Regions from separate parts of the Capsicum annuum genome. Here region 1 is linked to region 2. Evidence: chromatin contacts called from public Hi-C data. All regions are on one chromosome and are shown on one strand. Each heading gives the region's core, a stretch centred on a gene start, on an enhancer-like site or on the middle of the called end of the contact. The rest is flanking DNA. Distances are from core to core; before and after follow the strand shown. Region 1 holds the start of LOC107853397 (oligopeptide transporter 2). Region 2 holds the start of LOC107853398 (vesicular-fusion protein SEC18).

What was found. Hi-C and Micro-C count contacts between places; a contact is called where the count stands out from the background.
Region 1: a Hi-C map of leaf shows a contact between it and region 2, with 4 times the contacts expected there. The contact joins the promoter of LOC107853397 here to the promoter of LOC107853398 in region 2. A contact is called at or near these places in 2 of 5 Hi-C or Micro-C datasets (leaf and placenta).

The regions. Positions count from the first base shown.
Region 1 is chr4:217,226,588-217,230,840 of UCD10Xv1.1, reverse strand. It overlaps LOC107853397 (oligopeptide transporter 2), which reads right to left and starts at 2,864. Exons shown (of 6, transcript XM_016698385.2): 1 at 2,210-2,864; 2 at 1,703-1,800; 3 at 948-1,514; 4 at 259-511; 5 at 1-169. The coding sequence starts at 2,704.
Region 2 is chr4:217,070,690-217,074,940 of UCD10Xv1.1, reverse strand. LOC107853398 (vesicular-fusion protein SEC18) reads left to right here and starts at 1,799. Exons shown (of 10, transcript XM_016698386.2): 1 at 1,799-2,002; 2 at 2,752-2,843; 3 at 3,263-3,336; 4 at 4,114-4,218. The coding sequence starts at 2,841.

The DNA.
Region 1 (4,253 bases), core at 1,615-4,114, 150 kb before region 2:
TTGATCTTGGAGGAACCTTCATGTAATGGCCGAGCTTAAAATCTTGGAGAAAGGAAACAGCCTGGCTCATACTCATATAAGAATAAGTCTTGAAGCAGACGTTGGCTATTGGTTTACCTGGGAGTATTATACCAATTATATATTCTGTGATCACGTTTAGTCCTGGTGCCTGTCATCAGAAGCAAAAATTTGTTAAATAAAAGAGAATGAATGCATCCACAAAAAGTAATCAACATATGTTCAACTTGCAAGACTAACCATGTTTGTGGTGGCTGTTATGATGCTTATTGGTAGGGTATATAGCAAAGCAAGAGCGGCTGCAAGGATAAGCCCCCACCACGAAAGCTGAACTTCATCTTTCATGAAGATACATAGGACAAGCGACAAAACCAATGAAAGTGCAAGCGTGAGGACAAACCACCAGTTAGGGATGTCCTTATATTTCATCATAAGTCTTGTGTGAATATCAGGCTTTCCCTTGTATGAGGTCCGGAGTCGCTGCCATATTTCCCTGTTCAGTGATATTATCAGTATAATTCTCTTCTCAGAACAAGTTTAATTCATGAGTTAAACCAATAGGAACCACGTCTAAGTTGAATAATCTCTGGCCTACTAAAGTGTGTGTGGGGGTTGGCTGCTGTCTCTCTCTCTCTCTCTCTCTTTCTGTGAGAGAGTTTCTTTTCAGTTCGTGTATAGGTTCTATTCTAGTTGGTTAACTCATTATGAAAGCCTTAACCAGCAGAAAAAAAACTATCCGAAAACAGCTAGAGTGTTCCTACAACATCGACAAGAGTACTAGCCTTTTGGTTTCTTTACACACATAAGTCCAAGCTAGATGCAGTGCTTCCTGTCTAGGCGCCTAGTCTAGATCCATCACGGGTGAATAACTGGTAAAAAAATAAAGTAAATGGGTGGGGGAGGGAAAATGATAGTTAAGAAGTACTTACTTTCCATTGAATAGAACAACTTGTGAGACAGTAGCAGTAACAGCTGCGAAGTTCAGGCCATAAGTAACAGCAAAGAACGTGCTGAGATGTATGCGTCCGTGCTGTGCATATGATACCTTGTCTATCTCAAATTTATCATTAACTATGGATGTAACATTGTATATCTGGCCCCGAGCATCAAACAACTCCGAGGAGAATAGAGGGAAATTCTTGGCATTGTAGAGGTTCAATCCCCAATAGGAAACGGGAATTAGTATATATACTACACCAATATACCCAATTATGACATTGACAATGACAAAAAAGGGGTAAACCAGAGGGCTACCAAGGTATGATGCTATAACTGCCCAATCAAAAGTGAAGGATAAAATTCCAAGACCCTTCATGCCTGAACCAAGTTGCTGGGCAAACACTGATTTGGGATAGACCAAACAGATCAACGCTAAGTTTGACAATGTTGGGAAGAGATAACCAGGGACAATGTACCATATGAAGCTGCAAGCTAGCACAATTAAAAAAAATTTGCCTCTTGAGGTTTTTCCTTCCCCTTCTTTCTCATGGAGAGCCCTGCCCAAATTTATAAAAATTTACATTTGTTAGATACAGTAACAAGGCCTTATGCATCAATGTTCTCAAACTCATCCAAAAAAAAAGTACAAGAAAAGGATTTGCCTATCCACGAAGAACATGAGCAACTCGAGATAATAAGCTAATATGCTATTTCAGGGATCAAGTTGAAATTTTTGAGAAATTACCTGAAAAGAGAAACTTGAACCAGACTACTTGGCCACCACATTTCTGCAGGGTCTACCACTAACTTCCTCATAATCCCTGCCCAGCCATATCCCAGAACCTGATACACAAACATTATACTATTAGCACTGGTAAACTAGACATGTCTACAGATGATGAAAGTTAAATAGATACTTCCATCACTTTAGCCTTTAATTGACATGAAGAGTTGAAAAGTTTTGACATTGTTCAATTACTTTTCAACAGAAAATAAGAGGTCTGATTAAGCTAGACGTATATGCAATACATATTGGGGCTCAGAAAATCTTCATGATGTAACTCATTCAGGATAGATACTTCGGTTTTTTGACATTCTCATTGAACTATCACGATCAATATCCTGGTACGAGTGATTTGACTAATGACTATTATATGCATGTGAATTCAAGATTTAAACTTTATAGATTCAACTTCTATAATCTTAATAAGCACGAAATCGCAAGAAATATTTCAGTAGAAGAAGTTTGAACCTGAGTGGCAACAACAAGAATCCAACCAGCCAAGAATGAGATATTCCTAAAATAAAACGCTTTGATAATATCCACAATTCCAACAGCATAAGCAGGTCCATTCCCAAAAGCAGAACCAGCATTGGCAAAAATTGAAATCAATACGTGCTCTTTCATATTAAACGGCCCTGGATTCAACGTAAACTCCCACGACATAATCTTAAACATCCTCGTTGGTAACACCCTAGCCATTAAACGCCCAATCGGCAGCGTTGCAACTTGAACAGTAATCATTGTGATCACCAACGGCTCAGCTCTATAACTGAAAAAAGTGTTGAGAAACGATAGAAGTGCACATGACACGATTCCTAAGAACCACATTCTGAATGTCCATACTGGTAGAGAAGGATCGTCTTCGTTTGATACTGTTAAACGAACTTGTTCTATTGGAGATTCTTCGTCATCATAGGGTACGACATTCTCCGAATCCCACTTTTCTTGAACGTTAACCGCCATTGAAGAAGGCCGAAAACGAAAGAAGAGAGATTGAATTCCTAGGGTTTTGAGTTCTCAGCTCAACTGAATTTGCAAGAGAAGAGAACTAGGGGAGATAAGAGTCCAAGGACTTTTATTTATAGAGCAGCGGTTAGCCGGTTACATGCATGAAGACTCCTACAGTAAGTTGAATTGTTTGTCTTTTTATTACCTTTTCTTTTTCGTCATAATTTATGTGGCATTAGAATTTCGAGAGCAAATCATATTCTACTTTGATTGAGAAATATTTCAAGTTGTGATTATTTGATTTAGGATTATTTTTATCGTAGTTTTTAAATATATAAAAATTTATTTCGAAAAACTTAAAGCTTTTATGTCGTAATTCATGATCACAGTTTAGAAGTTTGAATCTCGAAATTCCAATTGTATCGAGTAAAGTGGGACAGAGGGAGTAACACATTGTTTGGATGGTTGTTATATATTGTTTTGCAATGTATTGTAAAGGTTTTTTTTTACAACTACAGTGTTCGGATGAATTGTATTGTTTCCGTCGTTACGTAATGTCATACATCTTCAATTTGAAGGATAAACCTATAACAAAAGTAGGATACAAGATATTATAAAATAATAGGATAAAGGATAAAATAAGATTATTAGATAAACAAAAGCGAAATGAAAAGAAAAAAAAAGGTAATAATGCGATCACACCTAATCGGTACAATAAAGTTTAAATAATAGTCAAAATAAACACAATATTTAAAATAATAATTAACGCTAATAATAATTAATAGGTAACAACCAACCAAACAAGCTGTATTAAGGGGTTCTTACTTCTACTCCTGTATACTACAAAACTACAAATTCGGTGAGTAAATTACTCTATCAAGAAGAGGCTAAAAACATTTAATTTTATGATTTAATATTTTCCTAATCAAAGAAGAGGCTAAAAACATTTAATTCTATGATATAATATTTTTTGCCTAACCAAAGAAGAGGCTAAAAGCATTTTAATGCTACCAGTCTGTAGACACGACACATGTATCCTATGTAAATACTAAGAGAAAATACATAAAGTATCTCTGAACTTGTCTGACTTTTTAAAAAAGTTACCTAAATTATACTTTCGATTTATTACCCCATGAATCTTACCTAACCATTATAAATACACCATTTTGACTTAACTTTTGCCTCTACGTGTAGACACGCATATCAGGCGCATGAATAGTTAAAATTTAACTTAAGTTACCAATTAAAACCTGCCACGTTTACATTATTTATCAAAAAATTAAAAATCCCTTCTTCTTCTCTACCATTTGTTGACTTAAATACACCATTTGTTTTTTTCTTTTTCCTTATCATCCGTACCACCATTTTTTTGCTAGTTCTAATCTTGTTGCAGCTCTAAATTTCTTCCATATTCATAGTTTTTGTCTTCATTTTTTTCTTTCTCTTATCTGATCGCTTTATGTGAGTTTAATAATAGTAATGAATAAAGATTTATAAGTGGAGATTCTGCAATTATATACCCAAAATTATAAAGGACGATTCTCTTATTTTATTTTGATTCTAT
Region 2 (4,251 bases), core at 550-3,049:
TGTTTCCCCTAGTTGTGGTGTTTTTTGATACCCTAAACAACTTATCCTTCTGTTTTGGTTTGCTTAATGAGATTGATAAAGGATTAAATTTCCAATTGTATTATTCAATTGTAATATTTCAATTGGAAGTGTCTCTATATATAAGAATCACTTGTATGTTAGTAGGTAAATTTTAGTTGGGTGATTTTGATAGTTTGTAAAAGTTGGGGCATAAAATCATATTTAAAAAAGTTCTTACAAAAGTCAAAAAAAATAAAAATTAAAAAAATACATGGCCAAACACAACTCCAATTACAATTTCAACTCCAACTTCAACTCCAACTCCGAAAAATTTTAATTTTCATGGCCAAACGGCTACTCAAGTTTTCTAGCTTGCATTGAATTAATATGAACTTTATGGCGTTACGGTTGATGGTTTGCAGTCGATATGCTTGGGGTCCTTTGAGTATGTTTACCAACTTGACTAAAATTGTAGAGTTGGCATTGATATTGTATTAATGGAAAGTAGTATATATATAGATATAGATTATAATGTATTTTAGGACTTTTTAATTTTAAATATTATATGAATAATTGAATGACAAATTAAAGAAAATAGTAAAAAGACGGTTTTGTCTATTGCACAGATTTTTAATGAAGAGCAAAAAGTTCAAATCACTAAGGTGCCGTTTGGTTTGCGGTTTGGATGTAAATAAAATATAAGGTATTTTTATAAAATTATGGACAAGTTACTAAAGTATGTTGACATTCTCTTTCTAACTTAATACATGTTTAATTATTAAATAAAAAAATATTTTTATATTTAGCTAAAAATATTTGAAAATTTAATTTTTTAAAAAAATATAATTTCACTCTCCAAATATTAATGATACTAAATAATAAAAAATGAGAGTAATTCTTTTTCACATTTTTTTATGATGAATTTTTTTAACAAAAAATGAGATTATTAATATTTTATGGAATTTAGAACAAAATAAGTAATTTAACAAGAAATATTAGAGATTCATGCACATTTAAGAAATATTTTATTTATGAATATATTATAAGTTAAATTTATTTGAATAATTATTATGTTTATTTATACATTTTAATTTCTCTAAAAAATAATAAAAATGTCGACTCTATTGTTGAATTACATATTTTAAATTAAATATTTTTTTAATCACTTAAAAATTGATATTTTATATATCAATTAAAATGAATTTTAATATTCTATATTTTATGAGTGATATGTATTTAAATGAAGTGACATAAACAACAAATCATTTTTTACTTTAATAAACTTAAGTTGAAATTTTTTATTTCAAGCTAAATAAGATGTAGTAAGATTTTTTTTAAACACACACGGCATAATCATGGGAAGACACACGTAAAAAAATTAAAGCTAAATAACTAATCCTATCACAACTTATCCCAGCATAACTAATCCCGGTACAACTTGTTTTCAAACCAAACGACCCCTAAGGGTTTTACACATTTAATATATTATAGATTATAGATATAAACTATAGATATAGATTATTATATATATTATATTATTATAATTATTATTATTATTATAGATTATAGATATAGATATAGATATAGATTATCGATAATGATGCTTAAGTTTGATTATTTGTGTAATTTTTCCTAAAATTATCGGACCAAGCCCATTACAATAACAATAGCTCAATGGCCCAAAGCATTTAGTCTCCAACAGTATGTAAAGTTCACTTGGACAAAAAAAATTATTCAAATAAAAGGGGGGGAAAGGGAGAAGATAAACTTTGATTTTTCGATTACTGAATTCCAAAAATAAAAAAAATAAAAATAAAAATAAAAATATATATATATTACTGTACTATTAGACCGAAACAAGGAAAAGAATGACAAAAACAGAAGTTATTTCAGCAAAATAAGGAAGAAGAAGAAGTTGCGGATATCTCCATTATTTTATTGTAAACTGATTAGCAACTTTCTGGTAGCAGCAAACTGAAAAGCCTTTATACTTGGTGTCCAGGTGCTTGTTTTATTCTTGTTTTTCCCTAAAAATTCATGCTAATTTTTAATTTTGCTAGTGTTTTTCTCAATAGGCGACCTATTCTTTTTTATATATATGAAATTATTCTAGTGAGTTATTCTTTTCAAAAAGGGGATTTTATTAATGTGGTGTGGAAGCTGTAGTTTGTGTTCAATATATAGACAAGTGTGAATTTATTTAGTTGGAATTGCTTTCTCTATTCTTAAGGGATTATATGATGTCTTCTTTGTATTTGCTTAATTAAAAAAGAAAAGAAATATGATGACTTTAAGGGATTGTGGAATGTTCACAAAAGGAGCTTAGGTTGATAGAAATATCACTAGTTGTATTATGAAATACTTCTGTAAACAATTCTGCATTTAGTGGCCACTGTTATGTTAGGGGTTACAAGTTTGACAGTTCCAATAGGTTCGAAATGTGATGTATAACTTAGTTGGATAGTTTAAACGGTTCTGTAGCATTTTGGACCCTTGAGTAGACCAATATAGGATTGTGCAGATAGTGGTCTTCTGCGCTGCATTCTATATGCTTTCTTTATAAAAAGGGCGCACTTTGTTGTCCTTTAACTATGATCACAGTTTTTTAAGCTCCCTCGTTCAATTGCAATACACATATATACACACACGTTTTGGACAAGATCTGAATCGGTCATATTTATTGAATTAAACTATACATGGGCAAAGATAGCAGTGTTAACAAATCGTCCTCTCAATGGAAACAAAATGCAGGCTGAAATTCTTCTTCCTAGCTACTTGAATCGCAAATCATTCAGCTTGTTGTGACGTTCCCTGCTTCATCCTCAACACTAGAAGCAAAGATGGTAGGTGTTTCAGTCCATTCGCTGTGAATACAATTACCTTTTTGTGTAGTTTTGCTTCGATCATAGAGATTGATGGTTGATACACTTTCTTAAGATTCAGAGACACCTTTTTTCAGCTAGAACTCACACACTTTTGGGTGGCAGCTTCTTTGGTATACACATGTTAAAATTCAATTTCTTTGGAATATGTTTGGATGGGGAGGGCACGATTTTAAAAGAGCTAACTTAAGCATCGCAAATATGACAAAGCTCTTTCTCTTGAAATTTGAATATTTGACCGGTGAAGTATCGGGATTTATTAGTTAATACTCAATCGAGTAGTTGTGAACAATGATTCTGTAATACTTTCAACTACCAATTTCATTTGAGTTTTACATGATTAATTAACCTTATCTATTTCGAACATCAACATAATGCAGATCGCTACGCTTCAGTATCAAACGGATGAGTATCAGCACTGTTCTGTTACGAAGAGACATTGGCTTCTAAAGTTGTAAGTTCTTGAGATTCCTCTTTCCAGCTCCCTCCTTACACCGATAGGGAAGACAAAGGAATATTTATTCAAACTCTATTTGCTCCACAGTTTAATTATCACTACAACAAAAACAGCCTTTAGAGGCAGTTAATATTCACTTTAACTAAGAGTGCCAAAATTTTTACCCGCATTAGTTAATTGCCATTGGATCCAATGTCACTATAGACTTTAGGGGTATTTACAAAGAGAGCTAAAATGTAATTGTCACTAGTAAGTGCCTCTAAAAAACATATGTAGCGGCTATTAAGCTATTGCCATTAATTAATTGCCGCTAAAGATCAATTTTGGTGTAGTTTTAGTTGCTTTGAACTAATGTATGGATACAACAATAACAACATAATACCCAGTGTTTGGAAGATTATAAGTTACAAATGCGCTCTCGATGACACAGAGAAGGAACAAATTGTTTTTTTAACTACTCCTACTTCTGTGATTTCGTGTTTTTGAATGCAAGTAGAAATTAAACGGTTGACCTTACGAAATTATTAGTTCATCACATATGTTATGGAAGAGGGGACTCTTAAGAAAGCCCTACTTAGAGGAGTTCACATATAATCACTCATTTAACAATTGTTATTTCGGAAGTCACTATCTTTGTTAAGGAATTGAAATCAAGATGAAAGATGACTTTCTGAGATAATATCTCTTAATTGAGTGACGAGAAATCAATCCCTTATTCAGTGATCTAAATCCCCTACATAGGGTGGAATCTAACTACGATCCTTCCTCTTTCAGGTTGTTCTTGAGACGAGCATTTATCTTAGCATATAACAGGTGCAAACCGTGGACGACGGCAAGTGCAGAGATGATGTGCAGTCAGAAGGAAGCTATGGCGGAAAGGTAAATCATAAACCATTAGCCATGATTTTCCCA